Linked DNA regions of Mus musculus: regions 2 and 3 are each linked to region 1. A link is a contact called in public HiChIP or PLAC-seq and promoter capture Hi-C data. All regions are on one chromosome and are shown on one strand. Each heading gives the region's core, a stretch centred on a gene start, on an enhancer-like site or on the middle of the called end of the contact. The rest is flanking DNA. Distances are from core to core; before and after follow the strand shown.

Region 1 (3,908 bases), core at 1,223-3,722:
GGTAGGGGCATCAGAGATTTAATTTTCATAGATATGAGATGATATATTTTGGAATACAGCAATGCCTCTAGTTTCAGATATGTACATTAAAAAAAAACACTGTGACTTTTCCCCCAGGTTGTTTTCTTTTGTTTTATATTTCCCCCAAACATCTAGCTATGTAGTCCAAGATGGCCTCCTAATCACAGAAGTCCTCCTGCTTCAGCTTCCCGAGTTATGTGATCACAGGTGTATGCTACTGTGACTGGCCAGTACTGAATGTGGTTCTTTTTTCTAATGCCCAGGACTAAATCTCAGTAGTGCAGGGTAGACATTGGAAAAACAGAAGAACGGCAATTCTAGTGAGATTTCCCAAAGTGTAAAGCAGAGACAGAGATGGAACACTCTTGGCCAGGGCCTGGAGTTATCAAAGAAGAAGGAAGAGGAGGAGGAGGAGGAAGAGGAAGAGGAAGAGGAAGAGAGGAAGAAGAAGAAGAAGAAGAAGAAGAAGAAGAAGAAGAAGAAGAAGAAGAAGAAGAAGAAGAAGAAGAAGAAGAAAACAATCTAAAACCCAAAGGCGAGACAGAGAGAAGGGAATGTGCAGTATGGCTAAATACTTGAGATGCTGTGTTGGTAACTATAGATGGGTAAAAGGCAGTTGTGACTGAAGTTGTTCCAGCAATGCCAAGAATTCCAAATGGGGGCTTGTTGCATTCAGCTGTTGAGATGGAGCTCATTCCTCAGGTCCCAGGTTTCTCTTGTGGAACTTAAAGCTCTTTGGGGGTCACCAGGAGAAACCCACCATCTTACTTTTCTGGCCAAAGAATTAACTGAGAAGTTGGCCAAGGAAGCAAATTCTAGTCAAACTTTAAAGAATATTATTAGAACAAGTAATACAAATTTTAATTTTTAAAACTTCATGTAGGGTTATATAGCCTACAGTGATGTTTATTAGAATTTTTAAAAATCTAAACCTTCCCCCACTTGGATTTTAAAAAGGAGCTGAAAGAATTGAGTGGCTCTTAATAAGAAACAGCTCGGAAGTCTAAGAAAGTAGAGGAACTGCAGGTTTCCTTTGTTACACCACATTCAACGAACCATTGCTAGGAACTTAGTTTCTTGTGTAGTGGTTCTCAACCCTCCTAATGTTGTGACCCCTTAATACATTTCCTCATACTGTGGTGACCTTAAACCATAACACTGTTTTTGTTGCTATCTCATATCTGTAATTTTACCACTGCTTTGAATCATAATGTAAATACCTGTGTTTTAGGATAGCCTTGGGAAACTCTTGTGAAAAAAACTTTTGACGCAAAGGGTCGCGACCCATCGGTTGAGAAACCTTGTCCTGTGGCAAGTCGTGTTTTCAAGAGAAAGTTGAGTGAGGTCAGTCCAAGCCAGGCATGATGGTTCATGCTTGTGATCATAGCACTCAGGAGGCTGAGGCAGGACGATCATAAGTTCAAGGCTAGCCTCAGGATGTAGTATGACTTAATCTCAACAAAAATCCGAAGTACTACAACAAAACAACAACAACAACAAAAAGGGTAATTCTACGCTGGGTGTGATGGTCCATACCTATAACCCCCAGCACTGGGGATGGTGAGGTTGGAGGTGAGTTTGAGGTCATCCTGGGCTACATAGAGCATTGCCGGTCAGGCTGGGCAACATAATGACAGTCCCCCGTATCCCCGACCCCCCCGCAAAAAAAAGTTATTCTCAACTGTGTTCTACTTGCTATCTTAGCAAAATTATGAAACTTGGTTCATCTTTACATGGCTTTATTACATTGCTGGCGTCTTCTGTTTTTGTAGTTTATTTTAAAAGGGAGACCAAGGTCAAACATGGTAACGAACAGTGTTGCTTTTAGAGAGGAATGCGGATCTAAGGGTGCTGGGGAAAAGAATCAGATGTTTCAATTGTGTAGCGTTCTGTTCATTCAGCCCAATGGCAGGTACTCATCCTGGGAGTTTGAAGCTACAACCATTCTACCTAATACCATGCTACACAGCACTGCCATTGGATAACTTTACAATTCAGGGTTAGTCTCGGCACATCCAAATGCTATCTGTTATGGATGCTAACTTTAGACATGCGGTCGAGAGTTGTAGCCAACCTCCTTAAAATGACCAGTTGGGTGCTTAGGCAGACAACTTAGAACACTCAGAACTCAACTCGGAACAAGCTCTGCACAGGTATCTATTTCCCCTAGCTCTCTTATCAAGTCACTTGGTAAAGATTAGCCAAATCGAACGGGCAATCCCTTACTGCTCCATTCCCAGAGGCTCGAACGCCAGAGACCGGTCCCCTAGAATTTGCCCGTAAGGTAACTCTGGAAGTGACAGACAGCCCGAAGCCGGGATTCTCCCGCCTTTTGATTGGACTTTGCAGGAAGCCCCGCCTCAGAGGCTTGACTCAGGACTGCAATTGGCCTAGTGAGGCTGAGTGGCGGGTCTTGGCCACGCCCCTGCCGTCCGCTGCGCTGCCTGGGCCAGCGCCGTTTCCAGTTGAGAGATGGCGGCCGCCGCAGGTAGATCGCTCCTGCTGCTGCTCTGCTCCCGGGGCGGCGGCGGGGGCGCCGGCGGCTGCGGAGCGCTGACTGCCGGCTGCTTTCCCGGGCTGGGCGTCAGCCGCCACCGGCCGCACCAGCAGCACCGGACGGTGAGCGAGCGCGGCTCCGGGGAGGGCGGGGCGGCGTGGGGAGCCGCGGGCAGGCCGGGGCGCCCGGCGACTTCCCTCAACTCGCGGCCGCCCCGGGGTGGCGGGCCACCGAGCCGCCGTGTCCTTCAGCGCCTGCGGCGGCGGCGGAGAAGGCAGGGCGGGCGGGAGGCAGGAGAGGAGGAGGAGGGGCGACAGCAGGGATGTTCCCGCAGGACTGGGGACGCCAGGGCGGGGAAGGCACGGGACTTGAACCTCTCCCTGACCCGCCTCCGGGCTCGGTCCCTCCTTCCGTCGTTTCTGACAGCTTTGCTCCAATGCTCCCGAACTGAGCCCGGTGCAAGTTGTCCCCTTCTCACCTCCTCTGGGCGGGTTGGAGCGTCCGGAGTTGCCGCGGTTGCCGGTGTGTCAGGAGAGTGGCAGTGCCATGCTGCTGGGAACTGTCCCCGGAGAGCACCCCGGGACCCCAGGAGGCTGCTGCCTCGCCCTCTCCCGGCCCCCTAGGAACACGCAGGGAGGAAAATCAAACTTTATCCTTCTCTGATCAGGTCCCCTGCCTGTGCGTGTTCTGCTTCCTCGAGGTGGATGCTGCATTGCTTCAGGAGGCAAACACCATCCCCTCGGGTTCTTAAAGATCCCGGTGGTCCCTTCCGAGGGTTGTGCACGCGTGCCCAAAGGAAGGGCAGCAGGCACAAGAGAGGCGGCATGGCAAGTTGTTCACAGAGGGAGAGATTTAGTGATTCCATTAATCAGTTCTTGCCGGGTTTCATTGCTTGGCAAAGAAGGAATTCTGTCAGTAGCCCAGGGGCGTGTGTATGTGTAGTGTTGGCGGTATGGTACCTGAGCTTGGCATGGAGTTCTTGACCTAACAGGTCAGCAGGTTCCCTTCCTTTGGACTTTCGAGGCCCATATGTGTTGGTCTCTGGCCAACTCTTGAGAGAACAAGTGTAGGTTTAATTTCATAAGGTGAACTTGTGTAGTGTGATGAGAAGGCTCACTGCAGCTGGCCCAATAGAGAAGGTGCTGCCTTCAGCCCGTGCATCATGATCTGTCTTGTTCTGTTTCCCTGTCTCCTAAGAGGAAAGGACTAGAGCTTTGCAGAGAGGATAGCCCTAGACCTGTGGTAGCATAAAATTGTGGGAACGCACTATGAAAAGAACCGAGGCGCTGAGAATACAAGATAGTATTGCTATTATTAGTGGTAGTGATGGACCTGAGCTTCCTTCTTGTGAGAAGATTGTACTTTTTCATATTTGGCATACTGACATTGC
Region 2 (4,454 bases), core at 673-3,172, 180 kb before region 1:
AACCCCTTAAGTCAAAATATGACTGGACAATGCTACAGCCCACTCCGCTCCCTCTCGCTGCGTGGTCTCATCCTTTAAATGTGCTGTGTAATTTCTCTCTAGGGTCCCAGTTCAGCTCCCAAGTCTGTTCTGTGGCCCGGATCAATCAGTAGCAGCTTGATTACAGTAAATTTTTGTCGTCTGCATTGACGTGGTGTTTGAGTTAAGTTGGATTTAGTGGATCCTACGCACTACCTATATGTGGCTCTGGGGCTGGACTCAGGTCAGAAGCATCTTTACTCTCTGAGCCACTTGCTGGGTCTCTCTATTCTTATTGATAGTGGTGAATAGTTAGCCCATTTCTTTGTGCCCTGCTTTTAGGATTTTTTCCCTATTAAACAAGGTAATCTCTCTCTCTATATATATATTTGCCCAGAAACATAAGACAGTCATTAAGTGACTGGCTGATTATACACTATCCACACAGACCCCCAACTCATTTCATAATTTCTTTGTTGTATGTTCTAGTTAGTCTTTATTCTTGCATAAATTAGTTTTTTACTTTCTTTGACATGACAGTTCCTTTCCCCCAAATTAAAATTAACCATAATCTTTCAAAGAATTCTCTAGTATCTTTCATTTTGATTGACATCTTTCTTGCTACAGTCTTCAAGAAATCAATGAATATATTAACTGGAATTAGACTCGGCACCTGTCTCCAAGGAACCCTGCTCACTCATTTCTGGCAGCCTTAGATGGAATTCTTAACCTAAAAAAGAGTTTTAAGGAAGCAACTTTGTATTCTTACATCACTTCTTTAAAACTGTGTTTTTGTTGCTGTTGCTCTCAAATAGAGAAAGGGAGAGGGGAGGAATGGGACAAAGGCTGTCAGAGTGTAAGAGCACTCAGACAGGGCAGAGCTCAGCAGGTGATCGTTCTCATGATGCTGCAGCTGGCTTGGGTAACAAACAGAATAGTCTTCTCTGTCCTGGGAGTGATACCTGGGTAGCAAAGGAACCAGAAACGGACTTCTGGAGAAGGCCAAATGCTACAACTTTGGTCCTTTTCAGCCCCTAAAATCTAAACTGTGTTGAGTCCCATAGAAACCATAGCACAGGCTAAAAAGAACAAAACAAACCGAGAACCAATCATGTAAGGAACAGAAATAGCTCTGTCTGAGAGGAATTGTGAAGGTACCAGGCTCCGAGCAGACACTACCACACAGCAGCTGTGGCTGTCGACAGTATCAGTGTCTCCACCTGTGATATGGGTGTGTCCTCTCCTCTATCACATGGACTCTGATAGAGCTGATGAGAATGAAAGAAAGGCCAGCTGGTGCATGGTTTTTAATGCCAGTACTCAGGAGGCAGAGTCTCTGTGAGTTCCAGGCTAGCCAAGAGAACCTGTCTCAAATAAAAAGTTAAGATATGCAAAGTGCCTGGGTCAGAGGCAGCCACTTGTATAACATTCACAGGCGTCCCCTCCTCTCAGCCTTCTGGAAATGCAGAGTGATGGATCAAACTTCCTTTATTCTCAAAACTGCTGTTCTGAGAAAAAGGCAGAAAAGAGCAGATAAATGGAACCATAAATCTCCTCCATCTCAAGTTTTAAAGGAGACAAGGCACGGAATAAACTAGTAAGAGACAGGAAGAACGATGGAATTATAAAGCCCCAGCAAAGGTATTGAGATTTATTAATCATCTCCACTTGCCTCTTAGCAGTGATGATGAGATTTTATTTCATGCTCAGTGAAGGGAGAAATCACCCAAACTTGGAAAAGTGAAATTAGAAGTGTTTCATAAAAACAAAGCTTGCTGCCATTTCCAGATGTCTTCTCAGAAAACGATTTCAAAGTGAACGAACAGCCTTTTGGTCTCTCAGCTGGGATGCCTTGTGTGCAGCTGCCTGTGGTTTGTCTGAGGCAGAGTGACAGTAGATGCCACTGTAAGGACACTAAGACACAGCGCTGGCAGGAAGCTGTCGGGCACACAGCCCTGCGCTAGTATGATAGGGCTGCCCGGACAATATTCTGTAGCTGGGTGGCTTAAACAGCAGAAACCCATTTTGTCAGTGTTCTGGAAGGTCTACGTGTGGCCCTCTGCCTGGTTTGTGGGTGGGTGGCTGCCCAGACTGCTTCTCCATCATCGCCTCTCTGTGCATGTGTGTCCTGGTGTCTCTTGATGTGCCCATTTTTTTTTTTTCTCATAAAGGCAAATGTCAGATGGATCTATACCCATCTAGTGGCCTTCTTTGAACCTAGTTACTTGCTCCAGTACTGTATCTGACTGTATCTGAATGCAGCCATCTTCTGAGAGAGCGGTGTTAGGGCTTTGGCTTACCTTTCCATTATGGCAGCTAAATAACGTGACAGAAACAACTTGAGGGAGAAAAGCTTTTGGCTTGTGGTTTTAGAGACATTTCAGCTCATCATGGTGGGAAGGCACAGTGGGCAGAGCCAATGTCAGTGGAACCATGGGGTGAGGTCTGTTCACATGGTCCAGGCCAAGAAGCAGAGGCAGGAGTTAGGCTGGAACCTTAGGTGGGTGGGACCTCCAAGGCTTGCTCCTGAGCACCTAGGTCTGCAGCCAGGCTCTAGCTCCAGAAGCCCCGAACATTAACCCATGGAGACATTTCAACCCAAACTGTAGTAGGCTATAGCATATGGATCTTGGAGGGACATGATTCAGCCCACAACACAGCATTGACTCACTTAACCATTTTATGAATGAGTAGCCAGGCTCTGAGAGAATATCTAACTCATTACCTCATTAGTGCCCAGGCCGGCGCTCTGTCTGCTAGCGAGACTTCCTCAAAGGGATACTTTATCTAGTGGGAAGACACAGCACTGATGGAGGGAAGTCTGAGGAGGAGAGCTACGGCTCCAAAGTCACTGGGCTGTGTCGTTATGTGGAAAGAATGGATTCAGGGTACATAACTGTTTACACAACACTCAGTGAATGTTAGGCTGGGCCCCCTCCTCCACTCAAGAAAAACCAATGACTGGCTCCCTCTTCTGAGGAACATCTAACTAGAATAAAGCTCAGGGTCCAGTGTCTTGAGTATCCCACTCGTGTTTTTAGGAGTGTTCAGCTAGACTGTGGTTGGCCAGCCTCCTGCTCAGCCCTCGGCATGGACTGTATTGTTCTTTCAAGTTTGCTTAAGTACCTTGGTGCTTTGAGCTTTATCCGTGACTGCATCTTATGGGGATACATTCTGTATTAAATTGTAATTATAAAGGTAAGAAACCAAACTATTTACATTCCCAGATGTCATTATGCTGGTAAAGACCAGTTTGGTGTGCGTTCCAGGGATTTAGACATAGGACATTAAGTCTAGAACATACAGATTCTCTTACAAAAACTGCTGGATCGGGTCTCCTACTGCCTTCTGCACTGAGGAACAGGCTGCAATGTTCCAGTTAGAATACAAATTCTACGAGAGCACAGCATGCTGCATATATGTATATACATAGATACGCAAAACTGTAGCATCTCTGGTGTACACACGCACACATAAAATGGTAGCATCTCTAGTGTACATGTATATATATAATTGAGCATCTTTAGTGTATATATTAGACTTAAAATATACAGTTCAATATAAACTTCCACCCCCTCAAGACACACATATGCAAATATTCTAAACTCAAAAAAGAAAAGTAAATTATAAATCTAAAATACCATTATTACCAAATATGTGAATTATGGATGCTCAGGCTGTGATAACATGAATATTTACACATAACATTCTAGAGTCCTAAGGCTGAAATGACTAATTTTCTCTATTCTGAAAAGTTCCACTTTAAATTCCATTATCTGTAAGTTTACTGTGGTAAGGTAAGTGGCAAAATCCGAATCCTGAGGTTTCCCTGAAGACAGCCCTCTGTATATGACTGAAGAAATTTGCTTTATTTAAATGTTGCCAGGCATGGTGGTGCACACCTTTGACGCCAGCACAGGGGAGGCAGGGGCAGGCAGATCTTGGTGATTGAGGCTAGCCTGGGCTATGCAGTGAGTTCCAGGTCAGTCAGAATTGTACAGTGAGATCTTGTCTCATAGAACATTTTAAAGCAAAATGGCACCTAGCTAGAATATTACGGCTGGAGCAGTGGCTCAGAGGGCAAAGGCGCTCACTTGCCATGAAGGCTCGTGACCTGAGTGAGATCACCAGGAAACCCACGGTGCAAAGAAAGAATCGGCCCCATAGGCTGTCCTCTGGTCCCCACCCCACAGACCAATCAGTAAATGTAAGGTGAAAGTTACAAACAGGCATTATGACTAATTTTCTGATTACATTAGAGTTGATTATGCAATTGCTTTGCTTCAATCATTGTTAAAATCTTTTTGGTGATGTACTAGCCTGTGGTGTTCCTCTGCGTGCAGTGGAGGAGAACCTTTGAAATCTAACACTCGCAGGACTCGCCTGATGGGTTCCCAGCCTTGTATGCTCCTTCTCTGCCAGGGCAAGGGAGCTAG
Region 3 (4,417 bases), core at 1,364-3,863, 240 kb after region 1:
CTCAGCATCCTCAACCCTGCTCAGCACCACTATGCCCTCCAAAGCTAGGAGTTCTCTCTGCTCTGAACAACCTAGCAGGTTTTTAGGTCAGCTTTCTTAACACTTTTTAAGTCTGATGGTGTAATCACTTTGGGACTATGGTTCTTGTGTGTACGGTATATGTGCACTGAGTGTGTGTGTGTATGTAAAGGTCAGAAGGTCAGAGGTCAAAGTCAGGTGTCTCCCTCTGTCTCCCCATCTTAGCTTTTGAGACAGAGTCAGCCACCGGATCTGGACAGGACCAATAGGGGACGACTGTCTGGCCAGCAATCTCAGGGGATTGTCTTGTCCTTGTCTCCTCAGCTCAGAGCTACAGATGTGTCTGAGTTGATGTGTGTGATGCAGCTGTCTCCCCAGCCCTCACAGTTACTTTTATATGGCACATAGCTCAATTTTTTTCTATATATGTCCAGTCACATGAAACACAAAGAGAAAGTAATTTCCCTTTAGTTATTCTCATTTTTCTTGGCCAAGGGTGCTAACTTCTTGTAACATTTCAGGCTAATAATAATAATAATAGTAATAATAATAATTCATTGAAAGTCATTAGGGAGCCAGGGAGATGGATCAGCAGTTAAGAGCACTTGTTACTCTTCAAGAGGACCAGAATTCAGTTCCTAGCACCTACACTGGGAAGCTCTCAATCATCTGTAACTCCAGCTCCGGGGGATCTGATGCCCTCTTCTGGCTACCTTAGGCACTGCACTCACAGGCACAAACCTCACCTCCACCCCTTAAAAATACACAGGACACAGGCATAATTAAACGAAAAAAATTTTTTTAAACTCAAAACTGTTTTTTAAATGATTCTGTCTTGGACTGGGGGGGGGGTGTAGTTTACCCGTTAAGAGTGCTTGCCCGGCATGCACTAGTCATCAGCACCACAGAAGCAGGCAGAATAGCAAACATCTGTAACCGCAACAGTAGGAGGCAGTGGCCAGAGGATCACGAACCATCCTCCACAACACAAGTTCACAGGCATCTAGAATCCATAAGAACCTGCCCCAGAACATAAAATGAAACAACAAACAAGAACAAAAATATCCCTGATAAGGTCACAAAACCTATGGCCATGTTGAGCTTGGGTACTGTATGGCAAGTAAAATGTCCAGCCAGCCATTACTGTCACTAGGCATTTATGATCCTAAGGACTATGTCACAAGCTGACTACAAAAGCTCTGGAAGACTGAGATGCCACCACCACGAGGCTTCCCAAAAGATCAAAAGCTTTGTACAAGTCATTGCCCCTAGGGGTGTCTATGCGGTGAAATCTAGGCCAGTTCCTACGACCTATTTGGAAAGGAATTGGAGAGGGCAGGAGAAGCCCTCGGAACTGTTCCTGTATTGCTCTTTATATATTTGTGCTCTCCTCCATAACCATCCTGAGGACTGGAATGTGGCCGGGTATGTTTACCATGTTTGAGGTCCTGGATTTAATCCCCAGTGCCTGGGAAAAGTCAAACCAAGCCTCAGAACCATTCCCAGGAAGGAGTGCTGACGTGCGTCCTAACCTTAGTTCTGGTCTTAAGTAGAATATTTCAAAATTGGCTTCACAGTCTAACGTGATACTCGCCAGGAACGTATGGCAGGTTCGGCTGGTTTGAGCAGGTTCGGCTGGTTTGAGCAGGGAGCTCCCATTCCCACTGGGCAGGGGTTCAGAAATATAATCTCAGCACTCGGGAGATACAGCCAGGATCAGGAGTTCAAGGTCCACCTTCACCATAAAGCAAGTTCAAGGCCGGCCTTGGTCATCTTGAGATTCTAATTCACTTGTAGGACTTCTGTTTTGTCTTCTTTGACACAAATACCAGACCCTTTTTCATAACAATAACATGTCTAATATGGATTCTATTAGCAAATGTTTAAAATACTTAATATTTTAACCATCATTACAGTCACAGGACAAGCAATACTTGTTTCTGATATTTTCATTTGTTGGATTTTTTTCTTTTCTAAGGCAAGGTCTTACTATGTAGCACTGGCACTCTGAACTCGATCTGTAGACCAGGCTGGCCTCGAACTCAAGAGATCCACCTGCCTCTACCTCCAGTGTTGGAATTAAAAGCATGCCTGGCTGTTTCTGATATTTTTATTTTATTTTTAATTTGTTTTAAACTGCCTAGTTGTTCTCTCTCACACACACACACTCTCATCAAACCTTGCTGACAATTTACACAAAAATGCACACATTCTGAATGCACTATAAATTGCTCTTGACAGATGTCCCTACCTCAGTACTGCCACCAGGATATAGGACATTTTCTTACCTCAGAATGGCCCTTCTTTATTTATGCACACCTTTCTAACACTTCTCAGAAGTCCCATTTTTAAGAACTCAGCTTCTGTTTGTGTTGGCAAAATTTAATTTACATATTTTTGAGGCCATCATACATTGTGCTTAGAAACTGTCATTCATTTCTGTGTAGAGTGTGTTGCACTCTTGCTAAGCTCCCCTGTGAGAGTTCTGTAGATTCCTCTGGGATGTTTTACAAACTTGCTCAAGCCAGCTATGAGGACAGCTGCATCCTGTTGGGTGTGTACGCCTCTCCTTCTCTTACTGACTGGGACCCCAAACACAATGCTAAACACCCCTGAGGAAAGCTGTTGCCACACTGAAAGCAACATCCAGTCTTTTACTGCTAAGTGGAGCAGAACAAGATCTCTGAAAAGCCACTCGTCAAGTTGAGGGAATTTATGTTTTATTTGAGGCAGGGTCTGACAGGCCTGAAACTTGCTTTACAGCACAGGCTGGCCTTGAACTTGGAGCAAGCTTCCTACCTGAGCCAAGGACCACAATCATGTGTCATCACACTTGGCTCACTTATAAGAACATCATCAGCAATACTGGTATTTGTCCTATTCATTCTCTGCAGCTACTGAAATGATCACGTATTTCTCCCCTCCATTTACTTGCTAATATGATAAATTACTCAGGTGGAATTTGGATCTTTAAACCAATCTTAGGTTTTTGAGATGAACATGACTTTGTGTCTGTCTGTTTGCTTGTTTTATTACATCTATTTCTTTGAGAGCTACACGTGCGTTTGCCACAGCATGCGTATGAAGTCAGAGTACAATTTGTGGGAGTCAGCTCTCTCCTGCTCTGTGAACTCCTGGGATTGAACTCCTGTGGTCAGGCTTAGCCACAGTGCCTTTACCCACAGAGGCATCGCACTGGCCCCAACTTTGATATTCTTGTTGAACTAGGTATACTGTTAGAGTTGGTTAGATTTAAGAGTATTTTGCATTTATGTTCATGACTGACGATTTCTTCCCTTAGACTTCCTTAGACTGCTTAGAGATCAGTGATGTTTCTTAAGGTATGCTGGGAAATTTGGAGCGTCTGAAGTCATCTGTATAGGGTTGGTGGATTCTTTATGTGTGGTAGTTTAATGTATCGCCTTTTGGTAACATTTTTAAGTATTTAATTTCTTAATTCAATAATGGGGATATTCTGAGTTTTTGAGATTTTAGCAATTTCTCTTTTAAGAAATTTGTTAATATCATAATCTTCCCAATTTGTCATAAAGATATTGGCAATTTTCTTAGCTGGAGGTTTTGGCTTCTTTAAATTTCTCTGAGGTCGGCCCAGTTTACATTTCATTTATTTCTGTTATTTTTCTAGCTTTTAAAAAATGGCTCTGAGGCATATATTTCATACCGTCCAACTTACTTGAGGTATATATTTTATAGAGTTATTATACATTTTAGTTTTCATCCAACGGCTTGGTCATAGGATTGTAGTCACCACCAGATATTTGTTCTTGGGACACAGGGTGCCATGTATCCCAGGCTAGCCTTGACCTAACGATGGGGCAGGACAACCTTGAATTTCTGATCCTCCCACCTCCATTTCTCCAGTGTGTGCAAACCTCCCCTAGTTCACACAACGTAGAAATGTTTCCATTACTAGCTGAAGAAAAGTCAGATATCAGGTCTCTAATCCTCCTCTCTCCCTATTCTTTTCTCATTATATGTATGCTTGCTCTACAACTCTGAACACATGGAATCATACACAGGTTCTTGGTGACTCCAACTGCTTCATTTCTCTAGATTATAAAATGAAATGCCACCATGTTCTATTTTGTAAGGTAGGTTTGACCTCTAACAGCTTTCTCCTAGGGCATTCCTACTCCACTAACTGTGGGTGTCCACTATACTTTAGCAGGCTACTAGACTACAACAGCAAATGTAGATGTAACCATCATAAACATTAGCTGGGCATGACAGTATCATCCCAGCCCTGGAGGAGAGGGGCTTAAGAGTGTGAGGTTGGCCTGAATTGTTTGATGAAAAACATTCTTTAAAAAAAAAAAAAACCAAACAAACACAAAACACCAATCCCTATGTGTTGTGGGTTGTCCTGGTGCTGATTGTA

What was found. Promoter capture Hi-C pulls out the DNA fragments that hold promoters and counts their contacts. HiChIP or PLAC-seq counts read pairs in DNA pulled down with a chosen protein or histone mark.
Region 2: a contact with region 1 is called in an H3K27ac HiChIP or PLAC-seq map of double positive thymocytes, with 4 times the contacts expected there. The contact joins the enhancer-like site here to the promoter of Mcu in region 1. A contact is called at or near these places in 9 of 39 promoter capture datasets (the 3T3-L1 cell line, the C10 cell line, cranial neural crest and 4 more), 4 of 484 Hi-C or Micro-C datasets (adipose-derived mesenchymal stem cells, embryonic stem cells, muscle stem cells and 1 more), 10 of 115 datasets of contacts at active chromatin or transcription factors (bone marrow-derived macrophages, double positive thymocytes, embryonic forebrain and 5 more) and 3 of 9 other capture datasets (adipose tissue, liver and pancreatic islet).
Region 3: a promoter capture Hi-C map of the 3T3-L1 cell line shows a contact between it and region 1, with 5 times the contacts expected there. The contact joins the enhancer-like site here to the promoter of Mcu in region 1. A contact is called at or near these places in 7 of 39 promoter capture datasets (the 3T3-L1 cell line, 3T3-L1-derived adipocytes, embryonic stem cells and 3 more), 1 of 15 datasets of contacts at CTCF or cohesin (the NIH/3T3 cell line), 6 of 484 Hi-C or Micro-C datasets (adipose-derived mesenchymal stem cells, cerebellum, cerebral cortex and 3 more), 7 of 115 datasets of contacts at active chromatin or transcription factors (astrocytes, bone marrow-derived macrophages, embryonic forebrain and 4 more) and 1 of 9 other capture datasets (adipose tissue).

What each region holds. Positions count from the first base shown.
Region 1 is chr10:59,615,256-59,619,163 of GRCm38.p6, reverse strand. It overlaps Mcu (mitochondrial calcium uniporter), which reads left to right and starts at 2,472. Exons shown (of 8, transcript NM_001033259.4): 1 at 2,472-2,640. The coding sequence starts at 2,494.
Region 2 is chr10:59,790,444-59,794,897 of GRCm38.p6, reverse strand. The region is part of intron 8 of Micu1 (mitochondrial calcium uptake 1); the gene reads right to left. Among named protein-coding and RNA genes, the nearest start is that of Gm17059, 7.6 kb to the left of the region's middle. Within about 2 kb of position 1,922, at least 36 of the 459 cell types and tissues checked have an H3K27ac peak or open chromatin away from gene starts, as enhancers often do. A contact at or near this core is called in double positive thymocytes and muscle stem cells, where this site is marked.
Region 3 is chr10:59,375,232-59,379,648 of GRCm38.p6, reverse strand. No RefSeq gene overlaps it. Among named protein-coding and RNA genes, the nearest start is that of Pla2g12b, 26 kb to the left of the region's middle. Within about 2 kb of position 2,613, at least 10 of the 459 cell types and tissues checked have an H3K27ac peak or open chromatin away from gene starts, as enhancers often do.